Regions from separate parts of the Mus musculus genome. Here region 1 is linked to region 2. Evidence: chromatin contacts called from public Hi-C data. All regions are on one chromosome and are shown on one strand. The core of a region is the stretch at or near the end of the contact, and the rest is flanking DNA. Distances in the headings are between cores, read along the strand shown. Region 1 overlaps Col22a1 (collagen, type XXII, alpha 1). Region 2 overlaps Fam135b (family with sequence similarity 135, member B).

Region 1 (3,341 bases), core at 579-3,078, 350 kb before region 2:
CAGGATCCTCCCTCAACTATCACAAAACACAGGGAAGGATACTGTCCGAAACACTCACAACAGACAAGGTTCAGCCATACTCAGTGTCAACAAGACCAAGGCTGAGAAACCATCACCCTAGCAAATGGCACTCTCTCTACACTTGAATTTGCTTAGCTGTGAAGAGAGGATGGCATAAGGAGCTTTGGTCCACGCATATGAACATCACCCCAAGGACTGTAGGCAGGGGCATGGCCTGGGGAGAGAATATGTGACAAGGAGGTGATAGTGTGGTGTCATTTCTCCAGATGTGTTATCTACAGCAGTCTACACAACTGCCCAAATGTGGCTGGTGCCTTATATAGGATCTCACTCTGTGGCTCATGCCAGCCTTTAACCCCCTCTGCAGTTTATGCCAGCTTCGAATTTGTGGCAATTCCCCTGCCTCAGCCTCCCAAATGCTGGGATTAGAGGTGAGGGCCACTCCAAATTCATCAAGTAGATTATTTCTAATCTAATTTTAAAAGGGATATATTCAAATTATATTTCTGTGTGCTGTTGGCCTATATGACCTCTCGGGGGAGCCAAACACCTTCTCTTGACTGTGTGGGAAAACAATCATGACTGTTGTTAGAGAAGGAGATAGAGACAGGGAGGGTGAGGCTTGGTGGAGGCTCTGCTGGGGGAAAGGACTTCAGCATGTGAATGTGGGGAACAGAGTTCAACTTCTCACTTCCACTGAGCAGTCTGTCTTCTGATGCTTCAGAGAGGGACAGACAGCTCAGGAAGCCACTGCCACACACAGGCTCAGGCTGATTAGCCGTTGGATAGCAGAGTTCTGCCTGCTGCTAATGCTCATCAAGGTCCTCTTTTTGTCCCCAGGGAACAGCAGGGGAAGAAGGCAGCCCAGGGCCAGCTGGTCCACGGGGAGATCCTGGTGCTCCTGGTCTCCCAGGGCCACCAGGAAAGGGCAAGGATGGGGAGCCGGTAAGTGGTGGGCTGACATGCTTTGAGCTTTTGGAAGCCAGGCTGACAGGGGAGAAGAGAACAGAGCAAAAGCAAAGACTTATTTTAGAAAGCAAGCCCTAGGTGATGCACAAGATGTCTCTTGGCCCAGGGACATAGTCCTGTCGTCAATCAGCGTGCTTAAAAATAACAAGAAAGTAGAAAACTTTCAGTGTTTCCTAACTCATGAATTACTGCTGAAATCTGTGACTTAATCCTTTCAGCCTGTGGTTGACCACAGGAAACTGGATCCCTGGCAGGGCAAAACTGCAAATGGGCACACAGGGTAGCTGTACACTAAGCCAGCTCGTAGCACACGGGGTTCTGGCTGCAGGCTCAGGATCCAAGGGAAACAAACAAGTTTCAGAGTACCCAGTGGTGGTTGTGGCACACACACACACACACACACACACACACACACACACACACACACACAGAGAGAGAGAGAGAGAGAGAGAGAGAGAGAGAGAGAGAGAGAGAGAGAGGATTCTTGGTCCACACTGAGCTCCTCCAGCCAAAAATAGACTTACATTTCAAGTGTGTGTATGAGTGCCTTTACTAGGCCAAGCTCATCAGCTAGAAATGGAGTCCCTATCCAGAGTGTGATAAAGAAGGAGACTAGGTTTAGGGGTCATGGGGTCAAGTGAGCCTGGCTTTGAAGCTTGATCTTGCTGCTTCCTTTTGGGTGGCCTTAGCATGGAGACCAGAAGTAGAAAAACACAATAAGGAACAGTGACACTTGTGTTTGTCCAAATAAGGTCAGGAGGTGGCAGAGTCGGGAATCACACCCAGGACCTATGATGGAATGTACTCACATTGCTCTCCAACTACTGCTCCAGCAGAGGGCAGCAACCTGGTATGTGTTGAGTGGTTCAGCTCTCATGGATCTATGTTGTTCATTTCAACAGGGACTACGTGGACCACCTGGGTTACCTGGTCCCTTAGGAATCAAGGTGAGTGCTTGTCTAAGCAAATTGGAGATGGTACCTGTGACCACTTAGAGGGTATGTACTTTTTTGTTTTTATTTTTTTGTTTTTTTTTTTTTTGGTTGTAAGCATCTCTGGTTACCTCAACCCCTCCCACATTTTTTCATACAGGAATTCTTGAGATGGTGATGTACTACCCACAGCAGTAACACTGATTAAATTATTAGAAAAGTACTGTTTTTCACCCGGCCTAGCCAAGGGCTAAGTCTTCTCTTGGGGTGTGTGTGTGTTGGGGTGGGGTCCTGGTCTAGTCAGGGATAGCAATATTATCCTGGTATTTCTCTGTCTTTCCCCAAAGCCTTGGCATACATGATGAGTAGGGATAGAGAGGGAAGATGATGTTAGGAAAATGTTTGGGGCCAGCACTGGAAATTGGTTATTATGTCCAGCCACCAAATTCTAGTGATGTTCATGACAAGAAGGCCGGAGAATATCAACTTAGTTGCATACCCAAGAGGAAGAAGAAAATGGATGAACACCAGCCAAACTCTCCCTCAATTCACCAGCTACTACAGTTCTAAAAAGGCAATATCCCCTTGAGTCAGCAGGGGAAAACCCAAAGCTCTCCCTACACAGAATCCCACTTCATTTACTCAAGTTTACCTGAATGGCCAGTACCTTATTATTTTAATTGTGGCACATCTACAGGGTAGACTGTAGGACATAATACTGTTAGTGGTACATTCCTTGGCCTCTTTCAGCTCTCGAATCAGGGGACAATTGGATGAGGAAACGGCAAAGTAGGCAGGTAGTTGAGAAGGGGATGAGAGGGCTGAGGGGGGTCAGGAAGGCTCTTATCCTGCTTTGGTGGCTTCTTGAAGACTGAGCTACTTGTCCTCATTTGAAATTGCATGCAGCCATAATGTGGGATAAAGAAAGTGTTATTGTAGGCCTTGGTGAGGGGCTGCAGGGGACACTAAGACATGGGAAGCAGCAAATTCAACTGTAGCCACACCCATATACAGTGAGAGTTAGGATGCCAACTCAGATACATGGAGTTGAGAGGATGTGGGCCAGAGTCACTCATTGATCTTAGGATTGGGGCTCGGACATTTAATAAGATATGCATATTTAAATATTCATAAGTATCTTATTATAAAATCACTTCTTACCACTTGTGCCTATTCATAAAAACAATTTCCTTAAAATGTCCTTCTTGCCAGTGGTGACACATGCCTATAATCCCAACCTTGAGAGGAAGAGCTAGAGATAGGAAGATTTATTTATTTTTTTTAAGTTTGAGGCTAGACTGGGGTCATGAGGTTGGATCTAGGCCAGTTCAGGCTACAGAGTAAGGGTCTCTTGAACAAAAACAGCTTAAAAACATGAAGAACATATTCTTTTGTATCTTCTACTTCTAATGGTCTTGT
Region 2 (3,355 bases), core at 309-2,808:
TGCCTCCTCTAGATGGGTCCTATATCCTGAAGTACCACATGCAGCTGAGAACTAAGCTTTCAAACCATGAACATGTGATGAACTCTGTTAGCAAGAGTAGGCAGTACCCTGATTCTTTCCCTCAATTGTTTATAAAGGGCCAACAGGGACAGTGGCCATGGTATTTAATAACATTATTAGTTTTCTTCGTGTCATTGAAACTTTAATATGTGGCAGGAACACTTCACATGAGGGCTGCTTTGTTTTGGTTTTAGAGCACTTTAGTCCACATATTGGAGAAGCAGGTCTAGAAGCTTAGTTCTTCATAGTCTTGAAGAAGGTTAGAGAAATAGGAAGATACAAACCCCTGCGTTGATCCCTCAAATTTCTGCATTGAAGTGGGAGCCCAGTAAGTGGACACTGTCAAACATTTAGCTGTTCCCAAAGACTTGTGACTGCTTCTCAGAGCTAAGGTAGGAAGTGTGGGTGTTGAAAACAAGAAGGGTTCCAGAGTGGACAGTGTGAGCAATAGGAACTCTTCCGTTCCGTGCCCATTTGTCCAATGGAAAAATAATGATCTGGCTCAGCCAAGGATAGGGCTGAGTAATGTGACCTCAAAATCTGGACCACTGTGTTCCTTACATACTGTGTCAGGTCCCTAAGACATCTAAGCTGACAAGAAAGGCTGAGGGTATCAAAAACTCAGAGAAGTCTAGCCCTAGAGTCTACATTCAGAGCAACAACATAGCAAAAGTGTCATTTAGCACCCTGTGTAAGTAGAGAGAATCAATGCTGGTGGCCTCTCCACTGTTCTGAAGGTCAAGTGGCTAAGGACACCTTGTAATTTAGAACAACATGGAAAGTTGAGATGAAGCCATACTTGCAGGCATGGGACAATGAGGCAGAGTGACCTTGATTTGGGAATACCTTCCTGGTTTTTAACAGGGGTGAAATGTTCAGCAGTGGCAGCAGGTGGGGACAATTGTAATAATTGATGCCTATCACTTTCTGTATCTCTCATTACTATAGCCAAATTCTACCCTCTCTCCCCTGACCCGGGGTCTTCAGGTTTCCTGGAACTCATAAATAAAGGATTTGTGCCTAGCTGGATGATAGGATATAAGACTCTGCTCATTGCCATGCGTGGCATGCATTATAATGAACAATACTATATGTAATGTCATATCTTTTTTATCATTTTCACTCTGTACTATTCAACAGAGCTGGGTATATATACTGTTTCTCAAGATGGGAGGGGCAATTGAGGAAAAATGAGGCCCTGGAGGAGAGGCTGTATAAATACAGTGATGGGCCAGCTCATCCAAGGCTTGGGTTGGGCAGGACTATGTTCAGTCACTACAGGTAACCTTTAGGGTACTGATAGCCACACAATCCTGATCCAGCCTGTTCAGCAGTAGTTGTGGGAACTCTGGCTATTTGTGTAATAATCCATGATTCTTTGTTGGATTCTGTGACCTATGCCAAAGTCACCATGAACTAGAGAGCCACATTGTACTCCTTACAACAATCATGATCAGGCAGGGACACTGCAGCACTTACCAATGTTTGATTAGCTGCAATTGCAGCTAAACTTAGTTCTCCTTGGGAAGCATATGGCTGTGACAGATGGTCCAGGAAGGCCCAAATCACATAAGCAGGCTCTTTGTTTCACATTTGCTGAGTTTCCTGATGACTTATTAACAGGAATGCTTCTCTCTCTCTCTCTCTCCCTCCCTCTCTCTCTCTCTCTGTGTGTGTGTGCATGCATGTGTGTGTGTATGTGCACACATGTGTTTGTGTATATGTGCATGTGTGTATGTGTGTGTGTATTCAGGATTAGAAGTTAGAATTGTAGTTATTTCATCCTCAGAGAGTCCCACGCTGTGGTTTTAGGCATATTTCATACCTATTGTATTGTTTACAAAGGATCATGTATTGATGTGGGGTGTAGGTCAGCATGACAACTTAGCTAGAAAGAGAGATAGCATCATCAAGCTAGCTTCTCCATTTGACACTTAGCTCACTACCACGCATGTGGTAAAACACAGTGGAAGGGTCTGCCTTAGAGTAGGCTTATGCTCTATCCTTGACAAAGGTCAAGCTTGATAAAAGGTCAAACATACAAAACATCCTCCTCCATTCCTGCTCAGGAGGAGGTGAGCTACAGTTCTTATCTCACAAATTAAATATGTATTAACTCTCAGAGCTACCTCCGATTCCCCAGAGAAGAGAGTACAGTCCATAAAGTAGAAATAAATGGGTCAAGGAACTGTAGTCTGGCACACTGAGGTGTAAGGGGTTGTTGAAGAAGCCAAGGGGGCCTAAATGGAAGGAGGGAGACAACATGAACTTAAATGCTTTCTGTTCCAGAATGATGAAGAGTATGTGCATGTATTATGTGTATGTGTGTGTGTGTGTGTGGGGGGGGGGGTGATGACACTGACTGCTGTGCAGAGCTGAAATATCCCTAGTGTTGTTTGTGCCTGGGAAGGAACTAAAGATGAGTGATTTAAAATTTTTCCCAAGAGTCCTTCCTCCAGGTGTAATTAGAGAACTTTTCTGTGCTCCATCTGAGTAAAGCCCTCTGTGAATTTGTTCTTCTTTCTTTTCAGTATAAACAAATGAACAAATAAACAAAAAAACCTAAGATCTCTATCATAACATGCCCATTCTCCCATGATAGTTCTATTGGTAACATTTTACCATGTTTATAACCACACCATTTGCTAATTTCCACACCATTACCATGTTTATAACCACACCATTTGCTAATTTCATCAAATAGCATGTCTGTTCAACCATTTTGGCTCTCCATCACATGTTATACCCCACACAAGCACTTTCATAGACCCATCCTGAGATGGTGGTACTCTCCCGGTCACAGTTCATGGCTGAGAAAAACTGAGGCTTGGAGTAGAAGAGGCTTAATGCATATGTACACACTATATAGACCCCAGTGCCAAGAGCAAACCCACATTTTTCAACTCAAGTCTGTGCTTTAAAAAAACAAAAGGTATAAGACTATTCACTGGACTCCATTGCTGAAATGCAAATTGAAATACTTGAGACTGCTCAGCAATGGGAACAAATTTGGAAAGCCCAGCTGGTGGGCTGGTGGGCTGGTGGGGGACTAGAGTGTGCTACAGGCTTCATGCTAGCCTTTTACCTTTGTGAGTACAAAACTGTGCATATTATTGACCAATAAAGTGTTATCAAGTGCTGAACTGACTGGGCTCAATCTAATAGGCAGGTCATTGTGGCTTATAATTAAGTAATTAAACCCACTCAGTGTTGATGGGAGAATACTCCCTTGCAAATTGCAGCAACAGCTCTTGCTTATTGCCAGATGTTTAAACCGTGTCTTAATTTGGCTCTT

What was found. Hi-C and Micro-C count contacts between places; a contact is called where the count stands out from the background.
Region 1: a contact with region 2 is called in a Hi-C map of cortical neurons, with 2.4 times the contacts expected there. The contact joins two enhancer-like sites. A contact is called at or near these places in 1 of 15 datasets of contacts at CTCF or cohesin (the NIH/3T3 cell line), 1 of 484 Hi-C or Micro-C datasets (cortical neurons) and 1 of 115 datasets of contacts at active chromatin or transcription factors (the NIH/3T3 cell line).

The regions. Positions count from the first base shown.
Region 1 is chr15:71,888,113-71,891,453 of GRCm38.p6, reverse strand. Col22a1 (collagen, type XXII, alpha 1) reads left to right here. Exons shown (of 64, transcript NM_027174.1): 38 at 862-966; 39 at 1,893-1,937. Among named protein-coding and RNA genes, the nearest start is that of Col22a1, 140 kb to the left of the region's middle. Within about 2 kb of position 1,828, at least 36 of the 459 cell types and tissues checked have an H3K27ac peak or open chromatin away from gene starts, as enhancers often do. A contact at or near this core is called in cortical neurons, where this site is marked.
Region 2 is chr15:71,540,669-71,544,023 of GRCm38.p6, reverse strand. The region is part of intron 3 of Fam135b (family with sequence similarity 135, member B); the gene reads left to right. Among named protein-coding and RNA genes, the nearest start is that of Fam135b, 190 kb to the left of the region's middle. Within about 2 kb of position 1,558, at least 21 of the 459 cell types and tissues checked have an H3K27ac peak or open chromatin away from gene starts, as enhancers often do. A contact at or near this core is called in cortical neurons, where this site is marked.